Linked DNA regions of Oryctolagus cuniculus: region 2 is linked to region 1. The links are chromatin contacts, called in public Micro-C maps. All regions are on one chromosome and are shown on one strand. Each heading gives the region's core, a stretch centred on a gene start, on an enhancer-like site or on the middle of the called end of the contact. The rest is flanking DNA. Distances are from core to core; before and after follow the strand shown. Region 1 holds the start of ENC1 (ectodermal-neural cortex 1). Region 2 overlaps LOC108178929 (a long non-coding RNA gene).

What was found. Hi-C and Micro-C count contacts between places; a contact is called where the count stands out from the background.
Region 2: a Micro-C map of ear pinna shows a contact between it and region 1, with 5 times the contacts expected there. The contact joins the enhancer-like site here to the promoter of ENC1 in region 1. A contact is called at or near these places in 4 of 6 Hi-C or Micro-C datasets (ear pinna, embryonic fibroblasts, skin fibroblasts and 1 more).

The regions. Positions count from the first base shown.
Region 1 is chr14:36,276,174-36,278,697 of mOryCun1.1, forward strand. ENC1 (ectodermal-neural cortex 1) reads left to right here and starts at 1,267. Exons shown (of 3, transcript XM_002721113.5): 1 at 1,267-1,550.
Region 2 is chr14:36,711,913-36,714,436 of mOryCun1.1, forward strand. All of the region lies in intron 5 of LOC108178929 (a long non-coding RNA gene), which reads left to right. Among named protein-coding and RNA genes, the nearest start is that of ENC1, 440 kb to the left of the region's middle. Within about 2 kb of position 1,264, at least 1 of the 8 cell types and tissues checked has an H3K27ac peak or open chromatin away from gene starts, as enhancers often do. A contact at or near this core is called in ear pinna, where this site is marked.

The DNA.
Region 1 (2,524 bases), core at 17-2,516:
GGAATCTATGCAGGTCGTCCCAGACCTTATTATTCCAATACTTTATTCCCAGTGGCAAGGCAAGCACTTAACGCAAAAAGAAAACAGGATTCAATAAAAAGGCATCGCCGCAGGAAGCTACTTTGTGCCGTGCCTTTCCCTCCTGGCACGCGGGGCATTAAATGCGTGCCCGAGCCACTTCTCTACTGAACGCCATCCAAGCACCACCAGCCCACAAAAAAAAAAAAACAGAAGGGGCCTGGTCGGACAGAGGGAATGGAGGCTTTAACGCTACGGAGAGGAGCTGGCGTGGTAGCTCCTTTGAGTTGGCTTTGAATCAAGCGGCCACAGCGATTGGCTGCCTAGCACGTGGTGCGCGCCCCCGCGGGACAGAGCCCGGACCGCTGCAGCTCCTGCCAGGCGTGGAGCAGAGTCCGGCTGCGAGCGCCGCACCCGTCCGGAGTGAGGAAGGAAGACAACGGGAAAGCGCCCGGGGCTCGAGTCTGGCCGCGTGCCAGCGAGAAACCCCTAGTCCCAGCTTGCAAGACTCGCATAGTGCCCAGAGTGTGCAGACTGCAGCGCCTTCCCTTGTCATTGTGCCCCCTCCGATTGTCCTACCCATGCGCGCTGGTTGTGCGCGCCCAGGGCGCGTGCCGCGGACACCCACTCGCCCCGGCCAGCCTGTCCTGAGCATCTCGTGGGCGCTGGCAGCCCGGGGCGCGCTCCCCTGCGGAGGGTCGCTCAGTTCCCAGGGGATCCATTCAGCAGTCTGGTCCTGAGAGACAGACACTTCGACCCCGGAAACTTGTTTTATTCGCGGCCCTCGAAAGCTGCAGCTGCCAAAGGCTGAGAGCGCGTCCGCTTTGTTTCCCTGCACCGCCCGCAGCCCCCTCCCTGGCTTCCTCTCCCGGTTAACTCCCCCGACACACTCTTCCCCTGCTCCTCGTCTCCTCCCCCCTTCCTCCCTCCCTCCTCCGCCTCCTCCTCCTTCTCCCTCCTCCTCCGTACGCCGCGCTAATGTGCTTCCTCCCCCCCCCCCCAAGCCCCATGTCAGTCTCGGCACTCGCGCCCCCCCCTCCTTCTCTCCACCCCTCCCCGCCGCGCCGTTTATAGCCCGGCTCGCGGTGGCCGGGCGCAGACTCTCGGCCCGGGAGAGAGAGGGAGGCGGCGGCGGCGGCGCGGTGGTGGCGCTGTGGAGACCAGGTCTAGACGCCAGGCGGCCGCCCGGCGCAAGGCGCTTTCTGGCTCCCTCCCCCAGTGCACAGCCCGCCTCCTTCCGCGGTGCCTGCAGCCGCAGGCTCGCTCTGCCCTCCCAAGACTCGCTCCGGGAGACGCTGCGCGCGGGTCCTGGGCACAGGGTCCGCGGCCTGAGACCGTGAGGCCGAGGCGAGCCGCCAGCGGTAGCCGGCCTCCGGCGCGGTTCTCTCCCCGGCGGGCGCCCCATGCGCGATCGCTTCTCCCGGGTAGTCGCCACCGCCGCTTCCCGGGACTGAGACGCCCGCTTCGTCGGCTCCCCGCCCGTGACCGAGGCTAGCACTCAGCCGGTCGTGCTCCAGGCAGTCGCCAGCGCTGTAAGTTTCCTCCACTGCCTGGGACCTGTTGCGGGTGCCGCCCGGCCTGCGGGGGGTGTGTTCGCGAGGGGTGAGGACGCGCCGGGCCTCTGGGCTCCCGGCGTGGGCTGGGGGAGCTGTTCCCGATGCCCGCCGCTGCCTCTACCACAGCAAGCCGGAGCAGGGCATCGCCGGAGGGGCCGGCCGGCTTCCTCTCCGCGGCGTGAAACTCCGGCGAGCCGCGGGGGGAATCGCGGAGCCTAGCCAGGGATAAGATCAGTCTCGCTGTCTGCGGCCTCCAGGGCTCAGCACGAGGGCTGGTTTGCCCACGTTGCGCCCTACCGGTCTCGGGGGAGAGCTGGAACCAGACACCCCTAGTGCGAGCGCGTTCACGGGCGCGGTGGGGGGGGGGGTAGAAATGTCTGCAGGAAATGAATGAAAACTGGTTTCTGCAAAACTAGTGTTTTTCCTGTGCGAGCAGTCGGCTTTTGGTGTTCCCTTACCAGGTTCAAAGGATAGGAATCGGTGGGCGGGGTAGAGATGAAACATTGAACTTGTTAGGCTTGGAGTTTGGCGTTGCCCTCACGGGCTTGGCCGGCGAGTTAAGTAGCCTTTCGACTATTACAGAGGATTATATGGCGAAAGCTGTGTGTGTGAACAAGATTTTTATAATGTTGACCCATTGTTAGCAATGACGCAGAAGTCCGAGAAAAATCTGCCCGCTTTCTCCTTTGATTGGGTCGAGATCAGGTTGAAAATCTGGAGAGCCTGCTGGCGTGTGGGAGACAGGGAGCCTGCATAAGCACTGCGTGAACCGAGCGTACTGTAACTAGAAGCCCTTTTGATGTTCACAGTAATAGCAGCCCTTTTCTGCCTTTGTAGACGCAGGTTAAGTATATGTGTGCGTGTCGTCGCCACTCACTTGGTATGCAAATATGTCTCTGGGGGCTTTAAAAAATGCTGCAAGGATGATTCCTTTTTTGATGAAGGTGTAT
Region 2 (2,524 bases), core at 14-2,513, 440 kb after region 1:
TAAAATGGCACAGTCTTATTTGTGGTGCCATCTATGCCCCAAACACCATCTTGGGTTCTGGCCCCCGCTGCCATTGCTGGAAGCCAGGTGACCAGATGGCCCAGCCACAGGTGTCAGCTCCACCCCCACCCTAATGGGATTTGTTGTTCCTACTTCCCTGCCTGCCCCCGGCAAAGGTATAAGAGGACTTGTTCCTGATCACGTGCCTCTCTCTCTTGATCGCTCTCTCTTAAACTCTGCTCCCCTCTCTTACACTCTCCCCCTCTCCCCCTCCCCCAACTCTGTCGGGCTTCCCCCACCTGACAATAAACCTTTCCTCTAACTCCAGTGTTAAGTGTGTTTTGTGTCAGCCTCACACGTTTGTCCTTTAACTCCTAGAACTCCAACGGTGGCTCCTCTGTTTTCTCTTTTCCTGCTTCTTTTCCCTTCTCTGTCTATCCTCTTTTCTGTTTCTGAGCTGTAACCCCATGACTGTTTGCTGAGGTCTGGTTCCAACCCTCACAACCACTAGTGTTACTGTTTTCCTTTTTGTTTCCTTGCCTGTGCCAGGTCATGTCCTCACCTCACCAGGTTAAGGATCCTGTACACAATGACGACTATTTCTGGAGGACAAACTAAAACCTCTCTAAGGCACCAAAGTACTTCATTTGTGAATGAGCACATGAAATGAAGGTGCTGAGTGCCAGGTGTGTCCCTTCTGTGTGTTTTTTCTGTCTGACCCACTGCCTACCTCCACATGCCTGTCCTTAGATCACTCAGCGGCGGGGAGGGTGGAGGAGGACAGGGACAAGTTTACCTGTTTAGTGAGACTTTTTTTTTTTAAGACTTCTGGAATGATTTTCTTAATTCTTACCACTAGGGTTATAAGTCAGTGGTTCTCAAACATTAATATGCATCACAAATCACCTGGAGGGCTTATGCAACACTTACTGAACCCAACCTGCCAAAGAATTTCTGTGTCAGTGGATGGGAATGGGGCAGGTCCTGAGAATTTGCATTTCTAACCATTTCCCAGGTAAGAATTGTTGCTGGTCCAGGGCTCACCCTGAGAACCACTGCTGTAGGTCACCAGATTTTATTAGATTGTCCTTGTTTGAATCACTGTTGTTAATCTGAAATCACTTTGAACTTGTGGTTCATGAGCAGACCCTGGCAGAGCTGAAAACATTGCCCAAAGCAAGAAAAGTGCCTTGGTACTCTAGCTGCTAGTCCCTGCATGGACCTTCAGCCTGCTTCATTAGCAATGGCCGGGGAGTTCTCCCACAGAGGCAATTTGAACCTCAACTTGGCTGAATATGAAACAACCTTGGCCATATCCTTCCCTGCAAGCTCCTCTTTAATTGCAGAAATCTGGGTGGCCTTCACACAAGCTGTTTGTGTAGCAGAGGAAAAGAGATAAGTTTGGTAACCTTGGAAGGCCTATCTCTCTTTTTCCCAGCCTCCTGGGAAACCAGTGCCCAGAGGAACACACTGTGTGTGTGGGAAACCAGAGCAGGGCTCTGAAGGGTAGACAGGGAGGCCAAAGAGGGCGTGGCTTTTCTAAAGAATCAATGGCTGTCTGGAATTGCTTCCTGCCCCACCAGAGTTCTTCAGCTGGAATTCCCCAAGTGACAGCATTCCAAATCTCTTAGCAGACTCCATGGATGATTCTGCCTAGTGGACTGCAATGACACAGAAGCACAGTCTTGGCTCCAGCTGCTGGGTTATGGCAGCCAGGCCACAAAAAAACAAAAAACAAAAAAAAATGGCTCTTCAATTGAAACTCTTGGGGATTTGCATCTGATAGAGACAAGGAATTCTCTTCTCTGTCTTCAGGGAACCATAGGGTTATAGGAAGCTGAGCCAAGCAGTGGAAGCTTAGCTACCAGCAGGGGTGCCCAGGATGTGGTGGTTTTTACAATCTTGTGCAGATCCATAGGCCAATCACTGCCTTGCTTTTCCAGCCTCACCTCTTCCAAATGACATTGGGGGTGGGTTGCTCTGAGCCTGCCTGGATCTCTCATGCTGTAAGAGCCTCCCTGGCCTTAGACAGTGTCAGTTTAATGATAACAGGAGTAGCAACAATAGGTGCCACTTGTTGGAGTGTGAACTTTACATTGGGATGCATGCCAAGCATTCTTCATCCATGATGTAATAAAATCTTCACAGTCATCCTAGGAAAAGAGATTTATTATCCCCAATCTATGAGTGACGGAACTAACATTCAGGAGTTGAAGAATTTTCCCAAGATCACAGAGCTGATAAGATGAACAGCCTTCATGGAAACCCCAGCTTGTGTCACAGCCCATGACTGCATCTTTTGTATTGCTATGTCTTTATTGATGCAAGTCAATCAACATATCTACACATGCATAAAGGATAATCTCAGAGGCAGGTTCTCATCTACTAAATTATTTAGTAACAGGAAATACACTTAACCAAACACTCCATTTTCCAGGCAAGCCAGTTAACTGAGTTGTTATAGTATAGTCAATACTCAATCAATACTCAATTAGTTGCATTATAGAAAGTAGCATTAGTAGAA